2 separate regions of the Mus musculus genome follow, and region 2 is linked to region 1. A link is a contact called in public HiChIP or PLAC-seq data. All regions are on one chromosome and are shown on one strand. The core of a region is the stretch at or near the end of the contact, and the rest is flanking DNA. Distances in the headings are between cores, read along the strand shown. Region 1 overlaps Nhsl1 (NHS-like 1). Region 2 holds the start of Hebp2 (heme binding protein 2).

The links. HiChIP or PLAC-seq counts read pairs in DNA pulled down with a chosen protein or histone mark.
Region 2: an H3K4me3 HiChIP or PLAC-seq map of neural tube shows a contact between it and region 1, with 2.9 times the contacts expected there. The contact joins the promoter of Hebp2 here to the enhancer-like site in region 1. A contact is called at or near these places in 7 of 39 promoter capture datasets (embryonic stem cells, hippocampal neurons, liver and 3 more), 3 of 15 datasets of contacts at CTCF or cohesin (CD8 T cells, the NIH/3T3 cell line and embryonic stem cells), 51 of 484 Hi-C or Micro-C datasets (the AML12 cell line, CD4 T cells, CD4 single positive thymocytes and 30 more), 15 of 115 datasets of contacts at active chromatin or transcription factors (the HPC-7 cell line, acute myeloid leukemia, bone marrow-derived dendritic cells and 7 more) and 3 of 9 other capture datasets (adipose tissue, liver and pancreatic islet).

Annotation. Positions count from the first base shown.
Region 1 is chr10:18,451,521-18,456,753 of GRCm38.p6, reverse strand. The region is part of intron 1 of Nhsl1 (NHS-like 1); the gene reads right to left. Among named protein-coding and RNA genes, the nearest start is that of Nhsl1, 46 kb to the right of the region's middle. Within about 2 kb of position 2,068, at least 28 of the 459 cell types and tissues checked have an H3K27ac peak or open chromatin away from gene starts, as enhancers often do. A contact at or near this core is called in intestinal villus epithelium, neural stem cells, neural tube and 2 more, where this site is marked.
Region 2 is chr10:18,543,903-18,549,135 of GRCm38.p6, reverse strand. It overlaps Hebp2 (heme binding protein 2), which reads left to right and starts at 3,060. Exons shown (of 4, transcript NM_019487.3): 1 at 3,060-3,442; 2 at 3,923-4,058; 3 at 4,691-4,871. The coding sequence starts at 3,341.

The DNA of each region.
Region 1 (5,233 bases), core at 819-3,318:
AGGCATGCAACTAATATCATTCCATTAAATTAATAAGTTCCTACATGAAAAGAAACAAGGGGTTTCTTTTAAACACTTGCTAAGACCTCTTACAGAGGACCTTGGCTTGATTCTCAGCACCACATGACAGCTCACAACCTTCTGTGAGCCCAGTTCTAGAGGACTCAACACTATCTTCTAGCACCCATAGAAGGACTCTCTTCTAGTACCCAGGGGCCCTTTGCACACACAGTATACTTATGTACATGTAGGCAAGACACCCTTACAAATAAAATTTTTAAAAATCTTTAAAAAGGAAAAACACTTAAACATAACAGCTCTACAGGATTCATTCTTGTGACATTAAAAAAAAAATAACATTAAAGTGCCTGTGGGTTCTCAAATCAATAAAAAGCTTTTAACCCGAGAGAGAAAAGTCACTACAAGGAAATCATTCAATTCATTTGCAGTGTTGCAATGAATTAAAGCTTCATCCCACCACTGCCCTAGGCTCTGCAGATGCTAAGATGCAGACAAACTCTCAGAAACCCTCTTCTTGCCTTAACTGTCATGGCCACTTTTGCACCTTAACGGTCATGGCCACTTTTGGAGTGGAATATCCATTCCTCTGTCACATATATGTGCTATCATGATTCTCTTCTGTCCCACTATGAAGACTGTGCTTCTGGGAGACAGGAACTACACCTGTGCTGGCTTTGGAAATTCTTCTTAAACAATCAAATTGAATGATATGAGTGTGGGGTGGTGAGCTGTGCACAGACAGCCTGGTCCCCAGTGACTCGGTAGGTGGTGACTTCCAGCAGGGGTTTGGCCACATGCCCTAGGCCCTGGGCCCCTGGCTCCTGTTGCAGCTACAGTCTCTACTTCTCTACTCTTCTCCCTCTCTCTGCCTTTCTACTATAAACATCTTAAAGCCATGGACTGCCTCTTCTTATCAGGCTGGTAGGGCATTCAGCTGGAGCAATGGATACAGGCCTTCCCCTAACTAGTCATGCGTCTAACCTTCCGCCCAGGAGGCTTCCCCGTGCTTCAGCTAGGACACTGCCAGCCAACCCAAGCCAAGCTGACCTAGCAGGTCTAGGACTCTCCTCCCCATGGGAACCCAGCTGGAGCTCCCTTCTTCTGTCCTTTTCCCTTCAGCCGCAGGCCAGAGCCTGCCCGAGGGTCCACCTGCTCCATTCTCAGCTCTTCCTAGACATCCAGCAGCGTCTGCAGTGTCCAAGACTGAGAACCTGACGTCCCTGGCCTCAGTTCGGCCCAGACAGGGTCCTGTGGTTTCTCACATCCCAGTGCCCACCTGGCAGCGCAGCGGGGGTGCATGCAATCAAACCTACCTTGCTGAGCCCTGGGTAGGACTCAAGACTCTATTTTTAACCCACAATGAGTAATCTATTCCTTAGCCTGGAAGAGTCCCATCTGCTAGAAGATGACAAATAAAATAAAGTGGTAAATAGGCATAAATTACAGAATGCATGCCTGGAGTGGTAGTCATACAGAAGAAGTAAGATCAAGGCAAACTTGATGGAACAGGTGGCCCATGAGCTAGACTCTGACGAGGGAGTTTACTAGAAGGAGCATCTATACAAAACAGGGGCACAGGCATAAAGAAGACATCATGTGGCTGGCTAGTTGGGAATATGGAGATATGAATACACAATGGTGCACAGTCCCTGTCACAACTCCTCTCCCAGTCCCAGGCACACTGCTTTTCACAGATGCTCTTGCACATATGTATCAGTGCTGAGTCTAATATTCGAAAAGTAGGGTGCTCATTGCCAACTGGATGATTTCTACTGACAACTCTGACTGTTGAAGTAACTGAAGTACCTGTGCCCAGCCTCGGACTTCCTGGAGGATGGAAGCGTGTGGCACTCATTTGGCTGGTAGGGCATTCAGCTGAAGCAATGTGATCATGGGTTCAAAAACTGGTCGCTGGCTTTGCCAGGAGTGAGGGCCAGTTCCCTGGGTCAGCCTGTTCCTGAAAGCTAGGCTTGGGCCTGATTCCCCAGCCTCTTCTGTTCATCCTCTGAGTTCCACAGACCCAGGTACCACGCCCTTCAGCTTATAACTCAGTCTGCATCTGAACCTGGTTACACCACCTGGTGCCAGCGGGGTGACAGCGTGGGGCTTGCAGAATGTCTTGAGAGAGATCATGAACAGAGGTGAGGTACTCTGCCTGCTAGGCTTCACTTGGCTAGAAAGAGTTGAACACAGGGGTTTTTGTATAAGATAGAAATCTATGTACTGGAAAAAAAAAATTACAGGCCTGGGGATATAGCTCCATTGTCTTGCATTCATGGAGCCCAGACTAGATCCCCAGGACTGCATAAGCCAAGAGTCACTTCCTGCCTGTTGTCCCAGCCCTTGGGAGATAAAGGTAGGAGGAACCTTAGTTCAAGGCCAGCCTGGGCTACACAGATATCCTATCTCAAAGAGGGGAGGAGAGCTGGCAAGATGACTCGTTGGCTAGAGGCACTTGCCAGGCAAGGCTTACAACCCAAGTTCAGTCCTCAGAAACCATGAAAAGGTGAAAGGAGAGAACCAACCGCCTAGAGTTGTCCTCTGACCCCACGAACCCCTCCCCCAATCCCACCTCACTCACACACACACACACACACACACACACACTTTTTAACAAAAGGTTTCAGGTATGGGTGAAAATAACTTAGAAAAACAACTGAACAATTGTAAACTAACGTTGACGAAAAAGAAATAGAGTAAAATGATTCCCTTTTGGGATGGGGGGTCATAGAAACTACATTCATGACCAAAGTCACTGCCATAAAGGGTTTCTCTGTGATCATTTTTAAAATGCTCATTTCCCATCAACCTTAATCATATACAATTACGAAGTATTAACAAGTTTTCCAATAAAGAACACACACATAAATCAAAGCAGTGTCTTTATTCTGGGAAAAAATATCAGATCATTGAACCAAAACAGACAGACTTTTAAAAGTAGTTATGAAGGCAAAGCCAGAGCACATACAGGCAGACAACAGAGTCCACTCTGATGATATTGAGAGGGAAAAATACAAGATGAACACATGTGCATGCGTGCACGTACACACACTATAAAGAATATTCGCTGTCTTGCCAAATCTCTGGACAGACAAGGAATTTACCTTCTATCCTGCCAGGACTGCTATGGCAAAATGCAGCTGCTGCCACCTGCTGGTCAGCACTGATGGCACACAAGTCTGACTACCACTTCCAGACTGGCAGACCAGGGCTGTTCCAGTTGCCAGTAGATACAAACAAACTGCTATGTTACTGCTTAACACACCATCAATTCAGAATGCGAGCCTGCTGGAAGAGCCTTGCTTGCAAACCTCATATATGAATGCAGGGAAGCCTGGAAGGCAGGCCAGCCTGGTAGGATAGGAAATGTAAAGCTGTGACAGTCCCCACTGCAGGCCAAGGGGGGACTATTGCCATGCTCCCAAATGCTTGGAGGTGGAGATGCCCCATCCATCAAGTTGGATGTAAACCCAGTAGCAGCTATTTACACTGAACTTCCTGGATCAGAAGCTAAGCAAATTAGAGCAAACTTTTGCTCAAATTCCATCAACGGCCCAACAAGTATGGACCCAGCTGTGTTCACCACCCCAAACACTAAGAGTATCAACTCAATAAGGTCCGGGTATCTTCTGGTGGATGGCATTTCTAGAGAACTGAAAAGCGAACCACAAGATCAACTTTAAAGGTGTTCTCCAAACTCATCCATATGTTAAAAAGGCAACAAAGTAAAAGATACAAATTTCATAGTAACTTCTGTACCCTACAGCGTCAACTTCTGCAGCCACCCTACTTATCTAAAGCTGAAGGCAACTAACACACACTACAGTGTTGGCTCTTGACCCTCTCTCTACTCCTGTGTGTGTGCTTATGGAAAGGGGACGGGCAACCAAGCACTGGCACAGGAGAGAGAGACAGAGACAGAGACAGAGAGACAGAGAGAGAGAGAGAGAGAGAGAGAGAGAGAGAGAGAGAGAGAGAGAGTTTTCTTCCCCCACATCATTTTCTTATCCCTTCCAACAAATCCTTCCCCAGTCTGTCTCCTGCTTTGCTGTCTTTGGTTTTGGTTGCTCACATCATCATCAGGGTTGGTGGTTATTTGGCTTCATAGCCTCCTCACTAAGGAATCTCTCTCCCCCCTCCACATGCAACCTTCTACTATCTATAGCTCCTCTGGAGGGGTGGAGCCTAATGGGAAGACCCTTCACTGACAGAGTAACTCTAACAGTCATAGATCCAAAAATACTAAGAAAGGAAAACACTCCATGGCTAAGTATCTATTAAGTGAACATATTTTTTTCAGAGTACCTCAGCATAATAAAGTCTCTCCAAGGAAGGCTGAAAATTGCTTTACCATATATGAAGCAACAGTATCAACAGCAACAGTATTTTTTCCAAAGCTTAATTTTTTGTTTTGTTTTGTTTTGTTTTGTTTTGTTTTGTTTTGTTTTTCGAGACAAGGTTTCTCTGTGTAGCCCTGGCTATCCTGGAACTCACTCTGTAGACCAGGCTGGCCTGGAACTCAGAAATCCCCCTGCCTCTGCCTCCCGAGTGCTGAGATTAAAGGCGTGCACCACCACGCCCTGCTCCAAAGCATAATTTGCTGGTAACTTAATACAAAGTGAATCTTGTAAAGGAAAAAAAAAATCTGCAGTACAGTTTTTCATTGGATAAGGGAAGGACTTGTTTGTTTCTTTAAATTTTATTATTAAGTTAGACATAGTGGTATATCCATAGTCCCAACACTCAGAAGGATCAGAACATCGGGCCAGCCTGGGCTACAAAGCATACTACAGAGGCCAGCCTGAACAACACCCACCCCCTTCAGCCCCACCACTTCCATCACAAAAACCAAGTCAAAGCCCAAGTTAGTGTTGGAGGTTGACTCCTGCAGAATGCTGCCCTAGCATGGCCCTGTTAGATGCTCAGCACCACAAAGGAAAACAACCAAATGGCAAAACAAACACAATTTTTACATGTGTCATCACTCAAAAATATTGATTTTCTCGTAAACATCCAAATATCATAATGAAACATTAAATATTCATACTTTTTTTTTTAATCAGAGAAATATCATCTTGGATGAAGAGAGTGATTTGCAGCCACCCCAGTTCCTGAAGGCTAGAAAGACGCATTTGCACAACACAGACTCACCCAGAGCTCAGCAGGGGAGCTCAGAGATGAGGGCTGGGGAGTCAGCAGTGTCTACTAATAA
Region 2 (5,233 bases), core at 1,811-4,310, 91 kb before region 1:
GAGTTCCAGGACAGCCAGGGCTATGCAGAGAAATCCTGTCTCGAAAACACAAAACAAACAAACAAAAAAATTATGTCGAAACTCATTATTGAGTTTTTCACTAAATAATTCAAGCTTAACTGCATAATAATAGATTTAAAATAGAACTAGAACTCTGGCTTATGGCCAGAGCTCTTTCCACAGTTGTTTAGTCAGGGAAGGGCAAAGAAGGAAAGTAGCTTAAATTACCAGGTCCAAAAAATGGGTTAATTTCCAGCGGTGAGCTAGAACAGAGGACTGGTCCATGCCATAGCACAGATCGAGCTTGAAAATGCTAGTTCTCTCAGTAAGTGAAAGAAGCCAGTCTATATAATCATACCGATGATTATGTAATCATACACTATCTGATTCTATTGATTCAAAATGCTCAGTGAGGCAAATCTACAGATGTAGAAAGTAACTCAGTGGATGGCAGGGATGAGGAAGAGGACAGGGTCACAGATGAGAGGGACCGTTCAACTTCATAGGATCTCTTTTTTTCAGTGATAGAATATTCTGGGATTTGATAGTGGTGCTGGGTTTACAACTGAGTGAATTTGTTAAACATCGCTGAATTAAACACTGTAAAACAGTGAATTCCAAGAATAGAAATCACATCTACAAAGCAAGTTGTATATACACAAAATACTTACAGGAAAACTGGAGAGGATGCAGGTAAATAGAGTATCAAATGGTTCAAGAACAACTTAGCAGTTCACAAGAACCTGTATACAATTTGTATCCTCTCCCTCTCCCCCCCCCCTCCTTCCTCCACCCTTCCCTACACAAAAGCTGACAATAGTCCAAGTTGAAACAATACAAATCATCATACATTGATAAACAAACTGCTTATAAAAATCCTTATTTGACCATTAAAAAATGTGTATGACATGCATGAACCCTGAAGATACTTTAAGCAAAGGCAGTTAGTCACACAGAGCATCCCACAGTGTGGTTCTTCTATATGAAGTGTCTGAGCGCTAGGCGTGGACTCAGTAAATCTGGGACACTTTTACACCATCCTGGCTCTTTGACATTTTCTAGAGATGACCCGTGGTCAATCAGCAGGATGGGAGGTGCAGGGTGGGTAGGCCCCTCTGCTTTATTTTGTTTTTGGTTTCCAATCAAACCACAAAGATAAGTTCAAGTTACTAGTTTCTTGGAGCATGGCTCTAGGAGTTGGGTGTGCCCCAGTTTGCTTTCTGATGCTGCCATAAAACACTATCCAAAAGTGACTCGGGGAAGAAAGTGTTTATTTGGCTTACATTTCCATACCACAGTCTATCACTGAGTGATATCAGCAAACTGTGGGCAAGAACTGAAGCAGAGACCACGCAGGGAAGAGTGCTGCCTGTTCCCAGACTCACCTTCAGCTACCTTTCTTTTTGCTTTTCTTTCAAGACAGGGTCTCTCTACACCACCCTAGCTGTCTTGGAACTCACTGTAAAGACCAGGCTGGCCTCCAACTCACAGAGATCTGGCTAACCGTCTCCCCAGTGTGGTGCTGGCATTAAGAGCATCTATGCCACCATGCCCAGCCCCAGCTACACTTCCCAGAACCAGTTGTTCCAGGTGGCACCACCCACAGTTTGCTGGGCCCGTCCACATTAATCATTCATCAGAGAGAATGCCCCATTGACTTGCCTACAAACCAATCTGTTGAAGGCAGGTGTGTTCTCTGTTGAAGTTTCCTCTTCACGTATGACCCGGATTTATGCCAAACTGACAAAAAAAAAAAAAAAAAAAAAAAAAAAGCAAACAAAACAGAACTAACTAGCACAGGGGCTTAGAACATGCTAAAGGCTGAGGGGGGAGATCATTAAAAGATGGGCTAGCATTGTAATTGCTGCAAAACTCCATAAATATAATTGAAAGCCATTAAGTAGTTCACTTTACTATTATTACTGATTCTCTGTTTTTGAGGCATTCGGATATAGCTAAGAGGGGGTGGGGGTGGGGCAAGTGGCTTCAATTTTTGTGTGTAGTCAAGGGTCACTTAGAATTTCTGGGTTTCCTGCTTCCAAACTCACAGTTCTAGGATTACAGGGGTACACCACAATGCCTGGTTTATTAAATAGTAGAGGTATGTTAAAACATATACATGTAATTAAAAATAAAACTGAAAAAAATTCCAGCATGGGGGAGGGATGTCTCTGGAGTACTCCTGAGAATTCTTTATCAGTAACGGGTTGCTGGGACCTAGAGACTCATTTCTTTTTAGGAGTGTGAGCATGGGTTTTCAGTGCCTCAGTGATAGACTCCAGCCTAAGTGCATGTGAGTTGAACTAGCTGAATCCAGTGAGCTAAATAAATACTCAAAGAATTTTGGAAGGAAGATGTGATGGGGTGGAGGTGGGGTGGAGAGTGGGGTTTCAGGAGTTGAGGGGAGAGAGGGGCAGGTGGATATGATCAAGATAAATTGTATATCGGTATAACATTTTAAAAGAAAAAAGAGATGAATTATATATAAATTTATTTCAATAAATCTTTTGGAAAAAGTATGAAGCCTAGCCAAAATATCTAAAGAGCACTAGTGTGTGCTCTGGCCCGTCCTCCAGGGCTGACTGGAGGACTCAGATGGTTTCAGTAGCCCAAGACACAACACACACACACACACACACACACACACACACACACACACACACACACACACACATTGCTCTCCCCAAAGATGCTGGGTCTCCATTGACTTTCCACATTGAGCAAACCTGAAAACTGTGGGCCCTGGCTGCCCTTCTAGTATAAATCAGTCTGCGGATCCCAATTTGGACTCCAGGATCTAAGGGCAGCAGGAGTCAGAGTCCTGAGTGCTAGCTGCTAGAGGTCTTGGAGCTCCGCTGCGAAGTCTTGGGGCAGGCGATTTTCTTTTGTGAGGGTGGGGAGGAAGCTGATTTTGCAGAGGCGCTGGCAGCGTTTTCAATGTAGGGAGAGGCTCCCTGAATGGGTGCCCGGACTGGTTCCACAGAAACCGAGCTAGGAGCTGCTCAGTCCTCCGCCCACCACTGCCCACAATCCAGTTCTGCAAAACATCAGCTAGGTGGGAGGGACTCTGCAGAGGACCTAGATGACCCAGGGCCAGCCGGCCGATCCTGATCAGTCTGATCAGCTAGCTGATCCTGACCTTATCCCTGCAGAGGGGTGTGGCCAGGGCTGGCGCAAGCCTGAGGTTGGTCGCGACGCCGCCTTGTGGCTCAGACCGAGAATGTCCTACGGACCCGCAGTAAGGGCTGCAGGGCCGAGCGTGCGCCGGTGGGGAGGGGACTCAGAACAGGGTGGCCGGTGAACACAAACAGGGCGCGCCCCTCCCAAGCTGCCCTTACTCATGGCAGAGGAGCCGGAGCCAGACCTCGGGGTGGCCGAGGGCTCAGAGGATCAGGCCTTGGAGATGCCGAGCTGGAAAGCTCCGGAGGACATAGACCCCCAGGTAGGCGTCTTCCAGGGCCCGCAAAGATTCATCTGGGCTACTTTACCGTGATATGAAGAGTCCCCTAGAGTTAAGTTAAAATATATATATATATATATATATATATATATATACTATTTTAGATCTGCGCGAACCAGGAGATGCGTTGTTTAGCTGACCCCAGGAGAGAGTCATACATCCACTTCCTGTCCGCGGAGCGGGTGGGGTAGGGAGAAACTGGTTACTACTACACAGACCCAGCGCTTCGATTTAAGAAAAGCTTGTAATCTGTCCTTAGGGCAGTATCTGCTCTCCAACCCGTAGGGAAACCTCAGGAGAGTCCATGCTTGTCCTAAAGAACGGGAACCTCAGGCTAGACCTTGGGGGGAGAGGGTTGCAGCTCTCCTGTATTGGGGACTCTCACCTCCTGACGTTCATGAGTTGCTGCTTGTTCATGAGTTCATGAGTTACTTCTCTTAAGTTTTCTCTGTACCATTTTAGCCAGGAAGTTATGAGATCCGGCACTACGGACCGGCTAAGTGGGTCAGCACTTGCGTGGAGTCCCTGGACTGGGATTCAGCCATCCAGACTGGTTTCACAAAATTGAATGGCTACATTCAAGGCAAAAATGAGAAAGGTAAAAGTAGCCTCCGAGATGCTGCGATTACTGAGTTTTAGTCTCCTGAAGAATTCTGTTTTGTAATAGACGAATAACCAGATGACTGAAACTCTAATGTTTTTATTCACGATTGGCTTCAAGAACTTTAGTGTAGCTACAGTAGAGTGTTGCTGGGTTCTGCTTGTCAAGGTCTATACTTTCCTCATTTTTTTTTTTTTTTCCTAGATGAAATGGGACTCTACCTAGGGAGAAGTCCTTTCCTGTGCCAAATGCCTCTAATAGTGATATCAAGGGACAGGAAAATGCAAGGGCATGAGCCTCAAGTTGTGTGTGTGTGTGTGTGTAATTTTGCAAGTCTCTTCGCCTTAGGACCACAATTTCTGAGATATAGAGAAAAATAATTGGCCCATGTTTTCTGTGATTTCTTCTTTATGTTTAAAAATATAGAATTTATTAACCCAAGAAAACACTACAGAAAATTGTTTAATGTAGAGTAATGTGTCATTCTACCACTACCCCTTTATAAAAGAAAAACAAAAACAAAAAGATGAGACATATCAAGGGTACATATTTATAGTGGTAATGTAAAGGAAATCAAGAAACATCAGCCATAATATGCTAAAATTGCTTTCATTTTTTCCATGACGTAGAGATGAAAATCAAGCTGACAGCCCCCGTGACAAGCTACGTGGAGCCCGGCTCAAGTCCTTTCAGTGAGTCTACCATTACGATTTCCCTGTACATCCCCTCTGAGCAGCAACCCGATCCACCCAGGCCTTCAGAGTCAGATGTCTTCATTGAAGACAGAGCTGAAATGACGGTGTTCGTGCGGTAAGTGGTAGATAATTCACAGCCATGCTGCCTGCCGGCCTGCTGGCTGCTGGTTTTACCTGTGTGCATTCACCAGTCCACAAGCATCTCACCCTTCCATAAGAACCGTCTACTAGATTTCAGGATGTTTTCCTGCTGTCTTGGTTTTAAAATGTCACTGAAGTCTATTGCAAGATAGAATCCATTTATTGAGAAGTCTATTATATATCTTCCACATATAAAACATAGCACAAATTGTATCACTTGAAACATAGGACTATCCTTTCCTACAAAATAGATAGATCTGAACAATAATGCCTTCAAAAAACAGCATATGGTGTCTGTCCTAGTCTGTTTGGGCAGGCACAACGAATACTATAGAC